Linked DNA regions of Mus musculus: region 1 is linked to region 2. Evidence: chromatin contacts called from public HiChIP or PLAC-seq data. All regions are on one chromosome and are shown on one strand. Each heading gives the region's core, a stretch centred on a gene start, on an enhancer-like site or on the middle of the called end of the contact. The rest is flanking DNA. Distances are from core to core; before and after follow the strand shown.

What was found. HiChIP or PLAC-seq counts read pairs in DNA pulled down with a chosen protein or histone mark.
Region 1: a contact with region 2 is called in a FOXA1 HiChIP or PLAC-seq map of pancreatic cancer cells. The contact joins two enhancer-like sites. A contact is called at or near these places in 14 of 39 promoter capture datasets (3T3-L1-derived adipocytes, the C10 cell line, the HPC-7 cell line and 10 more), 1 of 15 datasets of contacts at CTCF or cohesin (embryonic stem cells), 4 of 484 Hi-C or Micro-C datasets (bone marrow-derived macrophages, embryonic stem cells and nephron progenitors), 8 of 115 datasets of contacts at active chromatin or transcription factors (craniofacial prominence, double positive thymocytes, embryonic basal ganglia and 4 more) and 3 of 9 other capture datasets (adipose tissue, embryonic stem cells and macrophages).

Annotation. Positions count from the first base shown.
Region 1 is chr2:35,830,614-35,835,556 of GRCm38.p6, forward strand. All of the region lies in intron 6 of Ttll11 (tubulin tyrosine ligase-like family, member 11), which reads right to left. Among named protein-coding and RNA genes, the nearest start is that of Gm10829, 8.4 kb to the right of the region's middle. Within about 2 kb of position 2,293, at least 93 of the 459 cell types and tissues checked have an H3K27ac peak or open chromatin away from gene starts, as enhancers often do. A contact at or near this core is called in pancreatic cancer cells, where this site is marked.
Region 2 is chr2:35,548,548-35,553,259 of GRCm38.p6, forward strand. It overlaps Gm13446 (predicted gene 13446), which reads right to left. Exons shown (of 4, transcript NR_045894.1): 4 at 987-1,869. Among named protein-coding and RNA genes, the nearest start is that of Gm13446, 7.8 kb to the right of the region's middle. Within about 2 kb of position 1,759, at least 18 of the 459 cell types and tissues checked have an H3K27ac peak or open chromatin away from gene starts, as enhancers often do. A contact at or near this core is called in pancreatic cancer cells, where this site is marked.

The DNA of each region.
Region 1 (4,943 bases), core at 1,043-3,542, 280 kb after region 2:
AGGATGGAAGGGAAAGGAGGAGAAGGAAGAGTAGCAAACTCATGGAATGAGTAAATCTAGTAAGTAAAGATGCTTAGACACGTACACACAAGACCATTTAAAAAACAGAAAATACAAGGGCTCTCAAGTGTTTCTAACAATCAAAGACTCACCATGATGCTAAAAGCCAGTCTTGACCAAACTGAAAGTGCTCATGGATCTGCAGTTGACTGTTGGAAGGTGCTATAGTAATTGCTTAGACCCAACTGTCTTTTGAAAAAGAGAATCCCAGTGTAGGGAAGGGACTTTCCCAGAACCATGGGAAACGAGAGGAACAGAGTCAAAGAGCTGGGCCCAGGTCCTCTGGACCACCCATTCTAGATCATCTGGGAATGGCAGGCTTAGAGGTAGGTCCAAAGTACAGGCTGAGAAGGTTCCAAACACTAAGCTCTAGGTCGTGCCTCATCCTCCAGTGTGAGACCCAGGGCCATATGACCATTCCTGGTTTGTGTGGTTATACTCATTTGAATGGCTCTACAAGCCAGGTGGGGATTACCATGTGATGCACTGGTGCCTGGGACACTAGAGAAGAGAGGAAGAGACATGTCAGGTCCTGGTTGCTAGCAATGACTGCTAGCAACATCCCAGAGCCCTTTGCTGCTGGCCCAACAGTCAGTGAGATTTCCTAAGAGAGACTCTGAGTGGTAAGCAATACAGACAGGATTCTTTCCATGTGCATGCAAAGCCTCAGAGGGGGCTGGCTACATTGCCTACACAATAGAAATTTCAGATACAAAATCAGTACCACATGGTCTCTGTGCTTTGCAGATGCTGAACCTCACTCATAGCAGGTGTCCTGGGGCAGGGGTGGCAGTCAGGGGTGGGGTGGGGTGGAACAACACTTCGCTATTTGGTTTCTGCAAATGCAATTTGGTAAGTCTCTTGCATCATGGTTTTCCCTTGTTGAGAACATCTGGTATTTAGCTCTCACTGGGGCTTATCTACGGCGAGCTTCCAAACACTTCTCTATGTAACATTCTGCCACCCTGTATGTTGGCTTTAGAACCTTCCAGAGCCTTCACAGCTTCCTGTCAGATGAGTGTGGCAGTTTAGAAAGTGGTGCTACCATCACTGTGACTGCAGATAAGAGACCAACCCCAGCCACTTTCTTTAACACACATTTGTCCTCACCACAAAGGGCTGAGGGCTCCCGGAGAGAGTGACACTGAGCTGTCAAGACAGAAATGTTTGCGGAAAACATCTTTTCTGTCCACCCCCTTTTTCTAAAATAATACTTGCCTTATAAGTATTCTAACTATTTCTCTTATAAATGAGCATGTTTTGGGTTACATAGGAAAGAGCCTAGACATCTTTGATTGTCTCGGATATAATGACTGTTTTGATTAACGAGGCAACTTTACAATAGGAAAGAGGCAAACCACAAAATAAAACTCTGGCTAGCGCGTCTTGGTATTTCTGAAGAACGTGTGCCAGACTTGGTTGAGATCCTGAAATGGTCGCATGGGGCTGTGTTTTGTAATGAGGAGGGGAGCAGGTTTTTAAACCAAAAGATAGGTCCTAATTTGTGTATGACAGTAGGACCCTGTGTCCTCAACTCTACCCCTAGGTTCCCCTCAGCTCTACAGTTCAGCCAAAGCAAGCAAGTTCCTTCTGTAAGGGACATTGTCTGGTCTAGGGAAATATGGTACTGGACTCTGAGACTCACTGAAGAATCGTTCAGAACACTTCAGGTCATGTCCTCCAGGGATGTTTGCACATACCAAGAGATGTTCAACCCTCCAGGTTTTCTTCCTGTCCCCCTCACCAGGTGACAATATCATGCTGCTTACAATCCTCCAGTTCCCAGTCACCACGGTGTTCTCGTGTTCTCGCTGCCTTTCTGAGCAGAAGGCTGCTCAGAACTCCTCTCTCTGACCCACAGGCCAAGAAAAGCCTTGCTGTCACTGAGATCTAGATCTCTTCTGGGTCCACAAAGTGGTGGATATCCAGTGACTTTCTTAATTACGTGTATGCTTTAGGTGGGATAAGTTTCAGGCCTTTCTGTGACCTCCTCTGATTACCACGATGATGTTATGGGCAAGAAGTTATTTTCTTTATTTGGTAAACTAGGGATTTGAGGCTCAGAGAAATTAGTAAGATATGCCCAAGATTACAGGCAGAAAACAAAATAAAGAGCCAGGATTCGAGGCTAGCTGTCTCTGCCTCCCATGGTCTTCCTACCGTGCTCTGTAGACTTGGCTGAATTCCTTCCGTGTGTGTAATGTTTGATAAAGACTACATTGAACTGTGACCCGCCGGTCGCCCATTCTGCACTCATCCGGCTCAGCCCAGACAAGCAAGCAGGAGCAGGGGAAGCTTGCCTTCCAGGGCTCGTGATGATTTGTGGCGGGTGGCGTTCCTTCTCTCTTGTTTTTCTTGTGCTTTCCACAGTGTGGGGCCCAGCAGTAAGAATCTGGGAATCTTGCCTCTGAGTTCTGTTTTCTTGGACCAGTCTGACAAGTGATGGAAGTGCTTAGGGACCAGACCCGGCTGAATGAATGACTTCTATAAACTGTCCAGATCCTGCATTGGTGAGAGGACCAGGAGGTGAAGCCAAACCACACAGTCTACCACTGTCTCCTGCACCCTCATCTCTGCCACTTATCAGAGAAAACATAGAGCAGACACTATCTCTTTGAAGGGGTTTGAGTCCTAGAAAATATGAGCTAAATTTTAAGTACAATTTTAATTTTAATGAAAGCTTCAGGGAGTGCTGTTTGTTTGTGTTGCTTATCTTTCATACCTGGTGATTAAGTTAATTTATGCTTAATGGAAGAGGGTATCTCTAATCCCCAGACAGACTGAACATCTGTCTAGGACTGTGTTTCTGGAAGCCGTGAGCTGCTAGAGATGGATGCAATGAGACCAGGGCGTTGCTGAATAGACACCCGAAGGCTGTGCAAGGAGGACCAGGGACATCATCATGTCTGCCCAGTGCTTGTGCTGAAACCAAATCAACGTTCTGAGCATCTCGTCTGTCACTCCTTCAGTATCCTGCCTCCCGCTCTTTCATGTTATTCCCTGGATGGAGCTATGGAAAGGAAGTTGGGCTGCCGGGTATAGATCTACCATTAAAGCTAGCTACTCCCAAACCCCTCCCACATCTGTGCGTGTCTGCAGTCCCAGACGCTCCCACTTGCATGCACTCTCAGCTGGCTCTCCCAGGTCTGGAGGGAGCAATCATTCTCCTGCTTTACATTTTGGGAAACAAAGCCTCCAAAGGCTGAAGTAGCTTGCCTCAGAAACACAGCTTCTAAGCACCAAAGCTAGTATTGATCCAAATTCAGTCTGTTCTTGTTTTTACTCCCATAATAATGGATCAAACCACTTTGTCATGTGCTCTTGTAAATAAGGCTTCATTGGAACACAGCCACGTATATTTAAGCATTGTCTATAGTTACATTTCACATTGCAATGGCTGTCTCTTTGCTTCATGGCCACAATGATGTGAGTAGCTTTCTCTCTCACCACACCCTTCTCCCATAACTTTTCTGTCTCGTCACAGGTAGAAAAGCAATGTAGCTAGCCAACCACTGATTGAGACTTCTGAGACCATGAGCCAACTAAATTCTTCTTGTCTCTTCAACTATTCTATTACAGTGACAAGCTCATGACTAACACACCATCCCCACAGTGGCTCCATCATACAAGGGACCTGGGACAGAATGTGTGACTTATTCCCTCTCTAACACGTCAATCTCCCTGTAAACGATCCTTCCTCTCAGTCACAGAGCAGATGGCTGCTGGCAGAGGCATAGGATGGGCTGCACCACACATGAGACTAAATGTTCACACACCACAGTGAAGTGAAAAACACAAAAGGTGTGTGTGTGTGTGTGTGCGCGTGCGTGCTCGCGCACGCTCGCTGGTGTGAACATATGGAGATCATGCCTTTATGAAACCATGCTGACAACATTAAGTTCAATCATGTGAAATTGCAGACATTTTGACACATGGAAGTCCCAATTTCACATTTAATTGGTGATAATTGGTATTTAGGAATTATCACTACATGGAGACATAAAATGTTGGCAACTTTCTTCATGTTAGCTCCTGTGTGTGTGTGTGTGTGTGTGTGTGTGTGTGTGCATGCACGCATGAGTATGTATGTGTGCATATTTACTTATCTTCTACAAGCAGCAGCTGGCCCCAAACACCCTCATAAATTTTGGCAGTAGCAATCAAAATTTAAAATCACCTATTCTTTGACCTAACAATTTTTTTTCTAAGGATCCAGCCTGCAGATGGATAGGCAGCAGGGTCTTCCTGGCAGAGTGAACAAAATGTGAGACAGTGGAACGTCAGTTCCCATAATCAGGGGGTTGGTTATGAAGAGAATGAGAGGTCCTCAGATTCCAATGGCAAGCAGCAAAGGACAGCTCTGGATCTGCTCAGGTGGAGGCATGCCCTGACTGTCCTGGAGAACATCAAGCTCAAGTCTGAGAATGACAGACATATCATTCAGTAAAGAGTGGGCTCCTGCGTGTCTCTGAAGGTTTAAGGACTGAAATAAAGGGCTTGGGAAGCAGCAAGCAAGTAGAGAACAGTGGACTTTCATGGGGAAGTGGGGTCTTGGTTGACTTATACAGTGACGCTCAGGTGATGGAGTTCCTGCCTGGCTGAGGTAGCCCAGAGGCTGAGCCCTGGCACAACATCCACCAGGTAGCCCACACACTTACAATCCCAGTGCCAGGGGCTTTGGAGCTCTAGGACAGGAACAAGTTAGAGAACAGCCTGGAACATGAGACCCATCTCAAAAAAAAAAAAAAAAAAAAAACAACTTTAGTGGATAAATCATTCGCATTATTGATGATGGAGAAGCCTACTACTTTTACAATATTTTCAAATAAAGCAGTAAATGAAGGCAGCTTTGGTAAGCAGTGGGTAACTATGCACAGCATAAC
Region 2 (4,712 bases), core at 509-3,008:
AGCTTCGAAGTGGGCAATGGCTTGGTCCTCAGGGCAATGAAAGGAGAGCAGATCGAATGGATGGTAGCTGATTCACCAGCTGAGTGGTGAATGCTATCGGTTCTCAACCTCCAACCCCCATTGACCCAAAAGCCTCACTCTGACATTGAAGGCTCTTGTCCTCTCAAGGCTAACCAGTCTCCCAGCATCCCCACACAGACACAGGTCAGCAAACTACAACCCATGTGATCCTTACAGCTTCAACTGGTTGAAGAGAAACTCCAAAAAATTTTACTATTTTATGACTAGATAAGAAAATGATAAGAAAGCCCACTTTTGGTGTCAAGTAATGGTTTGTATGTTTGTGTGTGTGTGTGTGTGTGTGTGTGTGTGTGTGTGTGTGTGTGTACATGCCTGGGTAAGGGTGCCTTAAAGGCTAGAAGATGATATTGTATACCTTCCTTTTCCATTGAGGCAGTTCTCTCACTGAACCTGGGGCTCACAGGTTCTCAGCTAAGCTGGCGGAAGCCAGCATGTCCCAGCAACCCTCCTACTTCCACTTAGCTCGGCACTGGAGTCACAGGCACCTGTGGGCATCTAGGGATGCCCTCTTTACTAGACGGGTGAAGGGCTGTGTGTCTGCTTCACCACTGGGGTACCAGAGAGCTGCTGGCAAGCAGCTCAGGGGAGACAGAACGCAATCCAAGGATCTCTGACCTGGACAGAAAGAAAGGCTCCAAGGGGCTTTAGACTGGCTGGAATGGCCAAAGTGTTAGAGCTCTCCAAAGGGAAGCTCATGCAGTGTCAGGGTTTCTCCCACTGCCATCATCTCAACGCCAAGGTGGGGAGTGGCTATGACTAACAACAAATGGCAGCTAGTAGCCGCAGCAGCAAGCAGGGGTGAGAGTCCAGCCTGCTGGGCAGATCCGAGGTCCAGCAATGAATGCTTCAGGAGAGAAAACTTCCCCAGAGTCTTACAGCTCAATAAAACAGCCACTCTCAGATGATTCTCAGTGAAATAACTTGTGTACTTTATCCATGTGGATAGGAATAAACATATACATTCCAGGCATAAGGAGGGGTCCAGAGTTAGATGCTTCGTGCTAGCTCAGTCTGGGATGTTAGGCATGCTCTATTTGTGTGGGGAAGGACTTCAGGTGTTGTCCCTATGTGATTGAGGTCCTCTCAATGGGGTGTCATGCTTACCTGTTCCAGGACAGGAAGAGCTTGGCAGGAAGCTGTTTCCAAGCCTGCTATTCTCAATGTTAAGATTCCCTGGGGTTTTAAACCTGCTCAACCTTACTAGTTCTTCTGTCTGCTGGCATGGTCCACTTGTCCCACAGACGGTGCTGGGATCTGCTGCTCGTAATTTCACATCAAATGATCTTAACTTCTGAGCCATCCTGCCCCCAAGAGTTCTGTTTGATTGATCCACAGTCACATCCACTCATTGGGGAGCTGCCCAAAGTTGTTCTCCAGTTACAAATGCAGAACTGAGCAGAGTTACAAAGTCTGAAATATTTACTGCGTGGCCCCTCCAGCATGTAACTTGCCTGCCCTGCAATGGGTCAGCTATGTGGTCTGGCACTCGGAACTTTTTTTTTTTTTCGTGTGTCCAGCCTTCCAAAGGTCCACAGTAAAAGAGCATTTTAAGTCTCTCGCAACGGTGGGCAGACTCCTCACCTGGTAACACTTTGAGAGCCTCTCTCCTATGGCTGGTGATGCCCATGGCTAGTACTCTGGCTGACTCATCCCTGGGTCATTCCTTTGGCATAGTCTTCAGGCAGCATTTGCTGAATCGCACAGACGGCTACTGTTGCTCATCTGGGAAACATAGCAGGCTTCTTGTGGGTTTTCCTGACTGGCTTCGGCGTGACTGTCCAGTACCACCTAGAAGAGAGCAGAGTTTTTGTTCTGGCAGGTAATCTAGCTATGTGTGGGACAGTGTGCCGTGGAGACTGCTAGCTCATGGGATTATGTCCTGGAGGGGGTCTCCAGGGGTTGCTAATCTGGGGACACCTATGACTGTCTTGGATGGTGACCTTGATGCTTGGTGGATGAGAAAAAGGACCTCCACGTTTGCACCATTCCTGTGATGACCTATGTACAGGCTCACTGTCACTGATTATGCCGGGGTTTCCTTTCCAGGACACAAGTCCAGCTGGATCCTGGGATCTCAAGGCAGGCCTCCTGGTTCACTGTGATTTGGGGGATCTTTGAGGACCCCAGACTACCATTTTGAGCCACTTACCCTGGAAAATACTTAAAGCCCCAAACTCTAGTTATTCCTCTCTAGCCAGCTTTTCTGGAAGGACTTGGGACTTTCCACACTGCTCAGTGGCTGAGGGTGTTCACACTGCTCTGTGGCTGAGAGTGTTCACACTGCTCTGGGATTGAGAGTATTCACAGTGCTCTGTGGCTGAGAGTGTTCACACTGTTCTGGGATCGAGAATGTTCACACTGCTCTGGGATTGAGAGTATTCACACTGCTCTGTGGCTGAGAGTGCTCACACTGCTCTGGGATTGAGAGTATTCACACTGCTCTGTGGCCGAGAGCCGGCCCTGGGATCAGCTAGTTGGGAAGGATGGTGACTGGTCCTTCTCAGCAGCACCCCAATGACTGATTTCTTTCTTTGAGAAAATTTTGTTTTGCATGTGTATGTGCGAGTGCACGCATGTATGCATGCTTGTGTGCACAGGCGCACGAAAGCCTCAGGCTGGCTGATGTCACCTGTCTCCCTCGATCAGTCTTTCCACCTTTTCTTAACTTCCTAGTTTCTTACTTAGCACAAACATCTTACTAACCCTGGAGATTTTACCGTGTGGTGAGCCAGCTTGTTCCAAGGATCCTCTGTCTTTGTCCCTGGGTCCTGGGATTATAGGCAAGCTGCCTTGCCTACCTGGTTTTTCACTTAGGTTCTAAGAAGCCGAACTCCTATCCTCATGCTTGCATGACAAGAACCTTACCAGCTGAGACATCTGCCTGCCCAGGACTGGGACGTCTGGGGTCCAAATTGGACTGAACTCTTCCCTCTTCACTCCTGGAGGCAGTGGCTTGCCTCTTCTTTCCTGATCCCTGGTTTTATGGGACAGTGTGGTGGGATTCCCTGAGACTGCTAACTCACAGGCCATGGGAGCCATTGTCCTCTGAAGGAACTCACAATCTGTTTGTGGCATTCCCTTGCTTTTCTACCATCAGGGACAGGGTAGCCTGGTATGGCCCAGGACTTGTTAGATGGTACTGGCCATGAGACTTGAGGCCTTTAAAAGAAACTCCATAATCTAGGAACAGGACGGCATGGCTCAGAGGGCTTCCAGATGTGAACTCTTGGGAATCGGAACAGAGGCTGGTGGGACAGCAGATCTTCCAGATGATTCTTTCCATCTCCACACCTTTCTACTGCCCACACCAGACAACCTCCTTTCCATGAGGCCACCGGAGAGGCAAGGGTTCAAATCCCAGCTTGACCACTTCTCAGTCGCTGAGTTGGGGCAAGGGGACGTTGGAGTACTTATCTGTGTGGCCCTGTGTTCAGAGTCTTCCTGAGAATAGAAGACCTAAGAAAAGCCAGGGAAATGAGAGATACCTGTCACAGACAGGATACTCCAGGGACGCTTCCTCAGGTCCAAGGGTTCACTGCATTGTGTGCCCAATAAATTGAGGAGGAGAAAAAGGACAGCTGAGCTTCCCCCCATCATGGGCTTTGTTGGGGTTTGCTAGGAGCTCCTCTGGATGCTCTAAGTACAGGATGGACCTGCTTTGAGGGTGGGGACTGGCAGAGTATGCACCATTTGGAGGTCTGCGGAGGAAATCACTGTGGGGCCGGGGTGGGGTGAACAGGGTGGCTCTGGACCACAGTCTGTGATCAGAGCAAGGACTGGGGTAGGTTTGGGGGAAGGGTCTACTCCTGCAGAAGCACTGCTGCGGCCCTGGGGTGGGAGGGAGAGTGCCAAAGTCCATGTTGGCACACACCTGTGATCCCCGCACTGCAGAAGCTGAGGCAGGAGGATGCTAAGTTCCAGCACGGCCACATAGCAATATTCTCTTCTAAACCAAAACAAAGCCCGAGAGGCTGCCATGTGGCTGGGGTGGGAGGGTGTGGTGATTTGAATGAGGATGCCCCCATATCTCTGTATGTCTCTGTCTCTGTCTCTGTCTCTGTCTCTGTCTCTGTCTCTGTCTTTCTCTTTCGGTCTGCCTGCTTGTCAGTGAATCAGATTGTAGCCCTCAGCCCTATGCTTCCCTACCTGCAGGCATGCTGCCTGCTTGATGATGATAGGTTAACCCCCTGAAACTGTAAGCAAGCCCCCAGTTAAATACTTCCTTTGATAAGAGTTGCCTTGGTCATAATGTCTCTTCACAAAACAGAACGGTTACTAAGACAGAGGGAGAAAGAAGTGGGGGGAGAGGGAAGGGGAAGACATGAAGAGAATGTGGGGACGAAGCCACGTTGGGCCAATCACACACATTCCTGGGGGCTGTGCTATGGTCTTCAGAGGTCAGGGTATCCTCAACTGCCCAATTTATGAATTACCCAGCAGCCCTCCAGGGCCTACCCTCACGCTCCAGAGGCACTAAAGAGGAAACTGAGTCACTGAAAAGGGAGCTTGAGTGCTGAGGGTCGCTCAGCGGGTGCGATGGAGTGGGCTTTGGACCAAGGCAGGTAGATTGGCACCTGGTCTTGAGCTCTGCCACCTGTGCCCAGGCAGTGTCCAGGCAGCATTAAGCCTGG